Linked DNA regions of Sus scrofa: region 1 is linked to region 2. Evidence: chromatin contacts called from public Hi-C data. All regions are on one chromosome and are shown on one strand. The core of a region is the stretch at or near the end of the contact, and the rest is flanking DNA. Distances in the headings are between cores, read along the strand shown. Region 1 overlaps MYOCD (myocardin). Region 2 overlaps LOC110256111.

The links. A called contact is a pair of places that touch in the nucleus more often than the background predicts.
Region 1: a Hi-C map of embryonic fibroblasts shows a contact between it and region 2, with 4 times the contacts expected there. The contact joins two enhancer-like sites. A contact is called at or near these places in 1 of 5 promoter capture datasets (liver) and 7 of 47 Hi-C or Micro-C datasets (embryonic fibroblasts, fetal heart ventricle, heart right ventricle and 3 more).

The regions. Positions count from the first base shown.
Region 1 is chr12:57,004,131-57,010,570 of Sscrofa11.1, reverse strand. It overlaps MYOCD (myocardin), which reads right to left. Exons shown (of 14, transcript NM_213745.1): 8 at 2,913-3,157; 9 at 1,257-1,410. Among named protein-coding and RNA genes, the nearest start is that of ARHGAP44, 43 kb to the left of the region's middle. Within about 2 kb of position 4,595, at least 10 of the 83 cell types and tissues checked have an H3K27ac peak or open chromatin away from gene starts, as enhancers often do.
Region 2 is chr12:56,578,844-56,584,695 of Sscrofa11.1, reverse strand. All of the region lies in intron 2 of LOC110256111, which reads right to left. Among named protein-coding and RNA genes, the nearest start is that of MIR744, 120 kb to the right of the region's middle. Within about 2 kb of position 2,620, at least 1 of the 83 cell types and tissues checked has an H3K27ac peak or open chromatin away from gene starts, as enhancers often do.

The DNA.
Region 1 (6,440 bases), core at 3,346-5,845, 420 kb before region 2:
GAAGCGCCGTAAGATGGGCTGCTGAGAACTATGGGAACCTGTAGGGATTTAGTTTTGCAGGGAAAATTAAGATCGTCCTAGGGGGAAGAGTCACCAGAGCGCCCAGGCAAGGAGGTGAACAGGTGTAATCACGGAGGATGGAGTGGGCACTGGGGACATGAAGGGCCCCGAGGTAGACGAGGAAGGGCTCTGGGTCCCTCCTGTTCTGTCCTTTCGTAAATACTGACGGATGGACCTGCTGGCCCTGGGGACCGCTCTGAAACACACCAGGCGCAACTCAAGGCACAACGCCCTTTCGGTGAACTGAGACCCATGTGGTCTGTGATCCACAGCCTGTTCCTAGCACATGCATGTCCTTTAACCAACTGCTGCTACATTTCAGGCAGAAGTCCTCAGATCTGGGGATTTCATAATAGAAAAGTATCACGTTTATTTATTTTTTTCTTTTCATGGCCACACGTGCACCATATGACCCACTCCCAGGCGAGGGGTCGAATCAGAGCTGCAGCTGTCAGCCTATGCCACAGCCAGAGCCATGCTGGATCCGAGCTGCATCTGTGATCTACGCCTCAGCCTGTGGCAACGCTGGATCCTTAACCCCCTGAGCGAGGCCAGGGATTGAGCCCACATCCGCGTGGACACTATGCTGGGTTCTTAACGTGCTGAACCACACGGGAACTCCTATGTCTTATATTATTGACGTAGGGTTCCCAGCATTTTACCTTGTGAAGTAAGGGCTATTCTCCTTAGGTAACAATATCCTGATTTAAGAAAAAGAACCAAAACTCCACCAGAAACACTCAAATTCCATCCACCGCTGCCATCATTTCCTGATGGAAAGGACCCGTTAACATTCAAAACATTGGGGGCAATAAATACTTTGACTAAAATCAGTCAGATATGCTGAACAGACTCAGATTTATGAAAAGGTCTCTAGGGTGATTCTTGTTTTTCTTACTTCGAGGATTGGTTAAAAGCGCATCATGAAACTGGCCACTGGAAGCTTGTATGCACCTCAAGGCTGCTCCCTGCGCCAAGCTCTATCGTGTTTGCGATTCTATTTGATTCTTACAATAAGTCGTGCATGTAGATTATTTGGACTGGAGGTGCACCAGCATTAAGGCTGCAGAGCCAGTGGAAGAGCGGAGCTGGGAGCCCACGGGGTTCTGTTCCATTGGGTTTCCATCCAGAGCGGTTAAAAATAATAATAATATTTATTAAAAAAAAGGGAAAAAAAAGCATGCCAAACCCTATACCTTCAGATCATCTAGGTTGGATGGGAGAGGGCCTGGTTTGAGAGAAGAGACACCAGTTTGTCCAGAAAAACTGTTTTTGGCAGGAGACAAAGGGGTACTGCTCAGCGGTGCTGAAGAAGAGTTTGGATTTCTGGCCATCTGTTCATTTGGTTCCCTGGAAAACAAACAAACAAAAAAAAGGACTTAAAATACAGTCAAATGTGTGTGTCTGTGTATGTGATACTGTGACTTATAATAGGAAATATACATTCGGTTTTCAGCCTGGTTGGTTTCTGGCATGGCTCCCCAAACCCCTGTAATTTCCTAAATCTTGAAAGCAAAGGCTGCCTTTTGTTATCCTAACGAGGTGACTTTGAGATGTCACCTAAGGCTGGGGGCTGGTGGCCAGGAGAGCCAGCCAGTGGTTACAGGGTAGGAACATTCAGTCCCACGCCTGATCTCTGGGATGGGGAAAGGGCTGGTGGTTGAATTGATTGTTTTTTTTTTTTTAATTTTAATTGATTGATTGATTGACTGATTGTCTTTTTAGTGCTGCATCTATGGCATATGGAGGTTTACAGGCTAGGGGCTGAAATCAGAGCTGCAGCTGCCGGCCTATGCCACAGACACAGCAATGCCAGATCCGAGCCGCGCCTGCAACCTACACCACAGCTCTCGGCAATGCCGGATGCTTAACCCACTGAGCAAGGCCAGGGATCCAACCCGCATCCTCAGGGATACTAGCTGGGTTCATTACTGCTGAGCCATCAGGCAACTCCTGAACTGATTGTTAATGGCCAATGATCTAGTCGATTGTGCCCATTTAACGAAGCCTCTATAAAACCCCTCAAGGATGGGGTTCAGAGAGCTTCAGGGCTGGGAAAGCTGATTGGGAGATCTGGGGAGAGTAGCGGCCGTGGACGGGGCACAGATATTCTGCCTGCCTCACACACACCTTGCCCCGAGCATCTCTTCCATCTGGCTGTCCCCATGGGGAGTGAAGTCCTTCTATAATAAGCCTCTGATCTAGGAAGTTACCCTGTCTCCGGGTTCTGGCAGTGCCGCTAGCAAATTAATCCAACTCAAGGAGGGGACTGGTGGAACCTTCCGCCTACAGCCTGTCGGTCAGAAGCACAGGTGACACCGCGGGCTCTGAGGTGGGGGGGGGAGGGGCAGTTTTGTAGACTGAGCCCTTAACCTGTGGGAACCTGACACTCTCTCCGGGTAGATGACATCAGAGTTGAGTGGGATCGTGGGTTGCCTGGCTGGTGGCAGAGAGCCCCTTGGTGATGGTGGGGGGGCAAACCTCTTCACACCTTGGGCCTGGGGGACCACAACCTTTAGGAGGCGGGGCTGGTTTGCATTTAGATCAGATCACCAGCTAATTGCCCAGAAGGATCAGGCACGGAATAGTCAATAAATCGGCAATAATAAGAGCAAGGTGATAGAGATTAAATCAGCAGAAATGGCAGGGTGAGGGGAACAACAGCGCGGGCCAGGTGGCCCTCAGGGGAGGTGGGAGGGAGTGGGGGGCACTGCTGCGCACGGCGGATGCCCATCCATCTGTGACCAGCAGGGGCGCTGTGCTGGGGAGGCAGGAGCATGCGCCGCAGCTCGAGTGTGTTCAGCACGTGCGCGGCATCATTGCAGGCACCACCCTGGGCTCCCCTGACTTACTTGAGCTGAGCTTGGTGGATCCCGGGGTAGCTGAACCGGTGCTGTTGCTGCTGGCTGAGGATCTGGAGCTGCAGGAACAGCTGCTGCTGCTGGAGCAGCCGGGCGTAAGCAGAGTCCATGGGGGGAGGCGACTTCTCCGCCTTCTGGTCCGGAGGGATATACTGGTGGTACTTGAGCTTCTTCACCTTGGGCTTGGGGTCTTTGGGCTTTTTGTGGCGGTTCTTACCGTCGCTCAAGGACTTGGACTGCAAAGGGGATGGAGAGAGAGCATATGCGCTTGAGGTGTCGGATGGGAATGACTTGGCATCATGGGTTTACCTCTAGGAGGTTTGGTTTGACGAATGCTCTTGAGCCCCGGGTCTCCAGTGCAGCAAAGGCAGGATGCACAGAGACCCGGGGACATGAAGGCATCTAATCCACTGTAAACTCATCACAGTGCAAGGACACTCCTTAGGCGGGGAGTCTTGAATCTCAGAGGGGGCTCGGGAAGAATTTCCTTTCTAGCCTAAAGTGAGATGTAAGCCCGTGTTTCGTGAGGGCACCTTCCTCACCTAAGACCAACTGACTTTGGATGAAGGCGATAACCTGCTCTTGGGAGGGAGTTCTAAGAAAGTTCTTCCACCCGTATAGCTGTTATCACCTTTAAATACGCCCTTCGTAAGCTGACTCTTGATGACAGAAACTCAGACGACATTTAAGCCTGTCTTTGAAAATCCAGAGTGTGGATGTTTGCTGCTTCTTTAAAGGTAAGATCCATTTCCCTTCCCACCAAAAATGGATATAAGATCAGGAAGGGACACCCTCTGAACTAAAGATATTTTACCGACTATGGGAAGGGTTAGCTGTCCACAGGATCTTTCCAGAAGTTACCATCGTGGCACAATTTGGACTCTTGAAAAAAGTGAAGGACACAGGCTTGGAAGCTAAGACATTTTTGAACATGGTTCAGTTATCCGTGTTATGTTATGACATCTCAAACACCTCACCTACAAGGTGGGGAAAATATTCTCTCCTTTTGATCACAGTAAAATCAATGAAAGAAGATAAAATTTTTTTTTTGGCCACACACAGCATATACAAGTCCCTGGGCCAGGAATCGAACCCATGCCACGCAGTGATCTGAGCCACTGCAAAGACAACACTGGGTCTTTAACTTGCTGCACCACCAGAGAACTCCAAACGTGCTGTTGAAATAATAGAGTTCAAAGGATAGTGTGATTCTATTTATAACCTGCTCCTAAAAAAAAGGCCTCCACAGATTGGGAAGCAATTGGCCCCTACTGCCATCAGTTAAAAAAACCCAGAAGTTTCCGTTGTGGCGCAGCAGCAACGAATCTGACTAGTAGTACTCATGAGGTTGCGGGTTCAATCCCTGGCCTTGCTCAGTGGGTTAAGGATCTGGCATTTCTGTGAGCTGCGGTGTAGGTCGCAGACGTGGCTTGGATCCCGTGTGGCTGTGGCTGTGGGGTAGGCTGGCAGCTATAGCTCTGATTCAACCCCTAGCCTGGGAACCTCCATATGCTGTGGGTGCTGCCCTAAAAAAAAAAAAAACCGCATACATTTCTAGACCCTGACTTTATTACAGAAGATTGAAATCAACATGGCTGTGGCTATCAAGGTGGGAGTCTCGAGGTTCCAGGGACAAGGTCGAGGGAAGGTGTGGTACCAGCAGTGTCCACCAGAGGGGGCTCCTGATTAGCTGGCAGGCCTGCTGTGACCGGGCAGCGTCCCCATTGTAACCACTAACCACACATCTGAAGGTGACCTGTTCCACTTGCTTTTCTCTGACTCAGCACGTCCCACCACCGAAGCTCTTTTGTGTTTTCTAGGGGAGGTGGCTTCTTGGACACCATGGACAATGGGCTCACGTTCTCCCGTGGGCCGGGTGGCCCTCCTCCCTGCTCCTCCATTGATGAGCATTCCAATTAATTAATCAGTCTTCTGTACAGGGCCCTGCAGCCAGCTCTGCCCTGCTCTGCTGCAGCTCAGCCCCTGTCCCCACTGCTCCTCGGATGTGCCTTGGGTGGGGGAACTTCAGCCCTGGGGTCTCGCATTTAAGTCAGAGGCAAAGGAATTTTCTCTCTGTTGCCTTCATACAGGGACTCTTGAGCATTCTAGAAGGTATGCCTTCTAGAATCGGGCCATTTTCTCCAGATGCCGAGGGGGCAAAGACCACTGACCCCACGGAACTCTGAATCCATGGGACTGCAGCGTTTCATGCTCTTTCGGACGCCAGAGGATCCAGAGGTGGCGGGGTTTTGTTTTCTCTCTCAAACTGCATGGTCCATACATAGGAGCACAGGCACCTTCCCAACGCAGACCTGGATCCGAATCCCGGTGGTTTAAGACCCTGTCTGTGTAAAGCGGGAAGGGTGTGGCTTGCGGCCAGAGAGGCCCGGACAGGCTCAAGGTGTTCTGATGCGCAGCCACACACGCCGCTGGGCCGGCCGTGTGCCCGCCACCCCACAGCCTACACGCAGCTTGCCCAGCCTGCCCTGCACGCTGACGTCCAAAGTCCAGGCTGCAAAGGAGATCATCGCCCAGCACTGACGCCACTAAACACCCTCCCCGAGAGCCTACCCCTCCTGCCTCCTTTCTTTCTAATTTGCTGCTGTCTGCGGCTCCCTCCTGGGCTCGCTGACTCCAGCTCATCCTTCAAGGCTGGTTCAACCCCCTGCTCACCTGTGAGGCCTTCTCGAACCCACAGTGATGCCTCTTATCTGCAGGTCTCATAGGACACTTGAGGCCACCCTGTGACGGTCACCTGGCTGCAGACCCTGCCTGGGGGGGTGAGGGAGACTGATGCCCCGCCTCCCTTCTGCGTCGAGGTGATCTGCCCCGATGGGGTGGCTGTGGCTGCTTGGGGAAGGGGACCCTCTTTTTATATTGTGGTGAAATACAAAGAACATAAACATCACCATGGCAACCACTTTCCAAGCTGCAATTCTGCGGCGTTTGGTACCTTTATAAGTGTGTGCAACCGTCAGTGCATGTTGCGCAGCCAGAATATTTTCATCACCTTACAAGGTGTCTCCATCCCCACGAAGCAGCCCTTCCCCATCCCCCCCTTCCTGAGGCCCCTGGAAACCCCTCATCTGCCTTCTGTTCCGTGGATCCACCTCTTTGGGAGGTTTCATAAAAAATGGAATCAGATGCTCTGTGGCCTTTTGCATCGGGCTTCTTGCACGGGCATGTTTTCAAGGTCCATTCATGCGGCAGCAAGAGTCAGTGCTTCGCTTCCTTTTATGGCTGAGTAATATTCCGCTGTGTGGTCTGCCGTGTTTATGCACTCTGCAGTTGAGGGGCCTCTGGGTCCGCTCCAACTTTGGACTATCGGGAACGGTGCTGCAATGACTATTCCTGCCTGTGTGTTTGTCTGAACATCTGTTTTCAGTTCTCTGGGGGTATGTGTTTAGGAGTGGATTGCTGGCTTATATAGTCATTCGATGTTGACTTTATCGAGGAACCACCAAACCGCATTCCACACAGATGCACCATTTCACATTTCTGCCAGCAGTGCATGAGGCT
Region 2 (5,852 bases), core at 1,371-3,870:
TAGCTCTCCAACCAACGAGCCGTCTCAACTTGACTAAATTAACTTCTGAGCCTTCAATTACTCATCTTTAGAACAGAGACGGTCACATCCTCGGGTGTTGGAAGGATTAAACGAAATGAGTATGTACTGTGGCCCACAAGCGCCTGGACACAACATCAGTAGTTCCCCAAGAGTGGGAGTTTATGCTGTTACTCTATTTTTCAGTGCAAGATGCATTACCCAAAAAGATTTGAACGTCAAACACCGTGGGACTCAAAGTTGGTCCATCACAGTCTTACCAAGTATCTTTATAAGATCCTATCTATCCACAAAGGTAGCCACTTAATTAGAAACAAATTTTTCTTTTTGGCTGTAGGTGCGAGTGCCCAGGCCAGGGATTGAACCCGTGCCAAAGTAGCACCCCAGGCCACTCAAGTGACAACGCAAGATCCTTCACCCACTGTACCACAAGGGAACGCATAGAAAACTTTTAAATATACAATAGACATACCTCCATTAGAATACATACAAGCACATGTTCATTGTAAATACAGCCATCCGGAGTGTTTTTTGCAATCAAGTTCATCCAAGTGCCATGTGGTCACGGCCCCTCCCTGTTAAACACAGAAGCCACGTCCCGGTAACCTTGGCCAACGCCAATCACCCCCTCCCCTGTGCCTGCGGGTTTCAGACGTCCCACCAACTCCGGCTCAGAAAGGAGCTTTGCAATTAAAAGCACCGAGAAGCAGCAGCTCTGCCTCCCTCTGTAGCAGCCAGTGTCTCCCAGGGGCCCAGGGCCTCCTCCATGTCTGCTTTATTCCCCGAGTTCCTGGTCTGGTGCTGCTTCTGACCATACCTCCAACACCTGCTCCAAATGCGAAAGTCAGCTTCGTCTTTGCTGGCTTCACCCGCAGTGATGTGACTAAGGCCACACCATCGAGGGTGAGCACACGGGCTTAGGAAATGGGACCAGCTTCCCAAATCACCCTTATTCCCTCCCACGCCCACCCAACTGCCACCCCCAGGTGATGGGTTCTAAGCCTGTGGGGTTCCATGTTCCCAGAGACAGAAGCTCTCTCTGGTCCCTTTCAGAATCATATTTGAATTAACTTACTGGGCCAACAGAAAACCTTACACAAACTCTTCCTTGGGTATCAATTCTATAGACGTGAGGGGTTAAATCTGTTTCTAGTCAGGTATGAACGCCTTGAACATTTAAAACTTTTTTTGCTTTTGAGGGCTGCACCCGTGGCATATGGAGGACCCCAGGCGAGGGGTTGAACTGGAGCAACAGCTGCCAGCCTACGCCACAGCCACAGCCATGTGGGATCTGAGCTGTGTCTGCAACCTACACAACTCATGGCAACACCGGATCCTTAACCCACTGAGCAAGACCAGGGACTGAACCCGCAACCTCATGGATACTAGTCGGATTCATTTTCACTGCGCCACAAGGGGAGCTATTTAAAACATTAATAAAATTTTTAATTTTTACCAATGAAAAAAATGCTGCTTGTCATTCATTTTCTGGCTTTTTGTCACAAGGTCTTTACATCTCTATTCTCCAACCATAAGTAAATGAAAATTATGATTACAAATACTCATCAGGGGAATAGTGACGTACTCGCCGAGAGTAACTTTAGAAAGTATTTAAGTATGCTTCATGGCGCTGTACTAGTGTTACTAAAATAGAATCTAGATAGGGGGTGTCGCTGTCACTTCCTAACTTCTGGTTTGTCATTTTAGCACTTGCCAGACTCCAGGACACGCTTCAACAAGGTCTTGCAATTGGGGTACACTGCCACCAAGTGGTGGCAAATGCCATGCTCACATTCCAAGTAAACCCAATCTGTGCCTGAGGTTCACGGGCCATCTATTCAACATGTGTGTAAACCAACGCCTGTCTACTTGTGCACGGGAAAAATGTGTCTTCATCAAAATCACGGTCTGACAGTAAGATTATAAACATTTTCTTCCAGAAAATCATTTCAGAAAGAGAAACGTGCGACAGCCTGATAATCACTATTGTTTAATTCCAGCAGCCAGAGAGGAGTCAGAGTTCAAACCTGCTTCGGGGTCAATGCCTCCAAATTGATTTCTGAAAGATACTAAGCCCTGGACACACAACAGCACATAATTAAATTACTTCTTTAAATGGATTTTGACACTCGTTTCAGTGACTATGATTGAAAAATGGCAACGGACATGTCATCACAAAGCCAACAGTTTAAAAACAGTGGAGCCCGGCACAGCCCTCGCTGCTCCTCCCTGACTGCACCTGCTGCCCAGCAGACGCCGCCGCCGACTCGCAGGCCTGCTCCCCAGATAGAAGCGGGGTGCCCTCCACGGGGAGGGCAAAGACCCCGGCCAGGCGGTATTTGCAGCCCCCTCCCTCTGCCCATGACCCCCGTGCAGCTGGGCTACCACCAGAGGCTCTGGCAGAAGCTGGCAAAGTCCACCTTTTTCTGGGGAGTCCACCAGTGGGAGAGCTTCAGAGGGACTGTTCTAGAAACAGCCAAGTCCCCAGACCCAAGGCCTCCTCCACCCCAACCTCACAGTGGGCGAGGCCAGCTCAAGCCCCTCAGGGCGCCCCGGCCACGAGCATGGCTGTGCTGAGCACTCGTCCAGTGCCACCTTCCCGCAGGGCTTTCCTGCCAGCAGCCCAAGTTCTCTGCCAAGAGGAGCGTCATAAGCAGGTTCTGTGAACCTGCCCGGAAGCCCCAGCAGGAGACGGTGCCAGGAGCTGCAGGTCCCCGGAGGGGCTTCGGGGAGGTGGGGCCTCCGAGAGAGAAGACCGGGGAGGGTGGGGGGCACGGTCAGACTGTCCTGAACTGGGATCCGCTGACCCCCGGGAGGCTGGCACATCACTGGGCACTGCCCTGCGAGGCTGAAGCTGCGAGGACCAGGCAGGAAGATGCTGTGTGACACCACTAAGCGCCCACGAGGGGCTCGTCGCAGAGGAGGTGGGGGCCTCTTCCGCATGGTAAGGCTGCCCCTGCCAGACAAACACTGAAGAATGCACCAGGCTGTGGGGGAATTTCCATTAGACGCACCTATGTACCTACCCCAGGCATGGGTGTCCCCTGGGTGGAGCGTGTCTCTTAAAAGAACACTGTGGGTTCTGCAGAGACATCAAGGTCCCTGCAGGGGGTGAGCAGGGCTTCTGTGTATCGCTGTCCCCGAGTGCTTCTGGATCCCCAGGGGGCTCCTCCCATACGATACAGCTCAGTGCAGTCAGCTGACGTCTGCCCGGGCCAGCTTTTCCCCAGCTTCCAGCGAGGGGACGCTGGGGCCCTCGTCTCCAACCCGCAGGTCACAGACAGACAGCTGCTCCACCAGACACCAGCTACGCTGGGCAACCAGGGGGCTACGTCTTTCCTGAGAGCCCTCACCAGAGAGGAGCTGCTGGGGACCCGGCAGAAGAAGGGAGATGGGGGAGTTACCACTGGGGCTCAGCAGGTTAAGAACCCGACTAGTGGAGTTCCCGTCGTGGCCCAGTGGTTAACGAATCCTACTAGGAACCATGAGATTGTGGGTTGTATCCCTGGCCTTGCTCAGTGGGTTAAGGATCTGGCGTTGCCGTGAGCTGTGGCGTAGGTCGCAGATGCGGCTCTGATCTGGCATGGCTGTGGTGCAGGCCAGCAGCTACAGCTGATTCGACCCCTAGCCAGGAACCTCCATATGCTGTGGGTGTGGCCCCAAATAAATCAAGAAGAAGGGATAAGGCCATTACGGCCCATGAAAGACGGCCCCCAAACCCTCTCACCCTCATGCTAACCTGGCCTGGGTCGACCTCCCGTCCCCTTCCACCCAGAGGGCCCTATGACTGCTTTGCCTGGGGAGGCATGTGAAAATGCCATCCCCAGACTGCAGCAGGACCTGTAGCTGCTGCCTGGGGCCCCTGGCACCCCCAGCTGCGGTGCTGAGGTGAGGACCCTGCTGGGGACCCCAGGCAGAGAGGCAGAGTCCCACCTGACCCAAACCATGCAGCCTCCCAGCCAAGGTGCCAGGGATGCAAAGAAGCCATCTGGGACCAGAGAAGCATCCTCGAGTGGCCCAGTAACGCCCAGGCCGCTTGGAGCTCCAGGGAGGTCGAGCCACGCCCAGCCCAACGACCGGATCCACAGAACATGAGTTAATTAAATGATTGCGTGAAGCCACCACCTTCAGGAACAGACTGTCAGGTGGCAAGAGACCATTGAACCAGCCTCTCCCCACGTTTTCATTGTTCGTTTCACACGAATAGCAAAGCCACGTCATTTGCGTCCCACCCTAGGACTTCAGGCAACGGAGGTTTATTTCAGAACCACGACCCTCATGGGACATCAGCACCTGCCCCCAGGTCCCAGCCTCGGGGAGACGGGGCTGGGAGAGGAAGTACCACGGTCTGCTCTCCCAGTTGCCCCATTCCTCCACCAACTGGGCATCTCTTCAAGGCAACGAAGCGTGTGCCTGGCACCTGGGCTCCCTCAGGACCAGCGCTCTCTCCAGGGGCTCCCCGAGCCCCGGCCTGCACCCCAGCAGAGGACACGGCTCAGGGCGAAAGTGCACATCCTTCGGCCCATTAGCAAGATGCCCAAAGCTTTCTGTGGCTGCAAGGAGGTCACACCCCACCCCCAGGCTCTCGAAAGAGAAAGGAGGCAGGTCTTCAGCCTCCTCCTCCCAGCCAGGGCCTGCGTTTCCAGGACCTGAAGGGGCGCTGCCAGCACAGGGCAGGCCAAGGGCTTTCCATAGGTTCTAGCCCATCAGCAGCGCGAGATGGAATGCAGTCAAGGCGGATTGTGGAGCCGCTCGGGGCTGTGCCCGGAGCAAGAACAGGTCCAAGGGGATCTGTCTGGCGAGCGTTCTGCAGGTGCAGGAGGACAGAGCCTGCTCGGTTCAGGTCCTGACCCTTCGCAGATCAAGAGGGTAAATAAAGCCTTGCACAGCAGAGTTAGGGATGCAGAGAGCAACAGCTACACAACAGATGTGCTTCAATCAGGGATTCAAAGCCTCAACGCAGCTCAGATCAGAACCCGCTGGCATTCCCACAGGACTTGCAGAGCATCTGTGCCTTACGCCAAGGCAGCGTGTTATCACCCTAAGGAACCCTTCATACAGAGACCGAGACGCCCACCACCCGCAGAGCAAGGGAGAGGCAGGGACAGAAGGCAGGCGCAGTTTGCACTGAAGCCCTGGGCCGATTTACAGCGCTTTCAGTGACTTGTTGCCATGACACGACGAGGGGACTTCTGGTGCCCTCTACAGCGCAGGTGAGGAGACAAGAGTCCGTAAAAATGGACCAAAGTGATGGGGGCAGGCACAGATTCAATACGGCTTCTATGAAGCCGGATCACCTGCGCCCCCATCTCCTGTAGGGAACAGCTGCTATTTCTACCTCATTTGTTAAGGCAGAATTCAGTCTTTTTCTTTTTAGGGCTGCACCTGCCACATCTGGAAGTTCCTGTGCTGGGGGCTGAAATCGGAGCTGCAGCCGCCAGCCCACACCACAGCAACACCGGATCCTTAACCCACTGAGGCCAAGGAGCGAACCAGCATCCTCAAGAGGACCAGGTCGGGTTCTTAACGGACTGAGCCACAATGGGAACTCCTGCACCTTCTCTTAGAAGCAGCACTCCTGGGAGCCACCCCTTTCCTCCAGGACACAATCTTGAGACGTCCAAGTCCCCCCATCACCCCTGACCTCTGGCCCAAGATTCCCTTCCCTGCAGTCTGACTCCTGGTGCAAGTCTGCGCCCTCTCAGCCGCCTGGCAGCAGCGCCTCTTTCCACCCCCATTCAACAGATTCCCTACGGAAATCAGCCCCCTGGGGCTGCTGCTTGCAACCAAGGAATCCAGATGCAAGGCCCCAGTCAAAAGCACATGCTACTTCA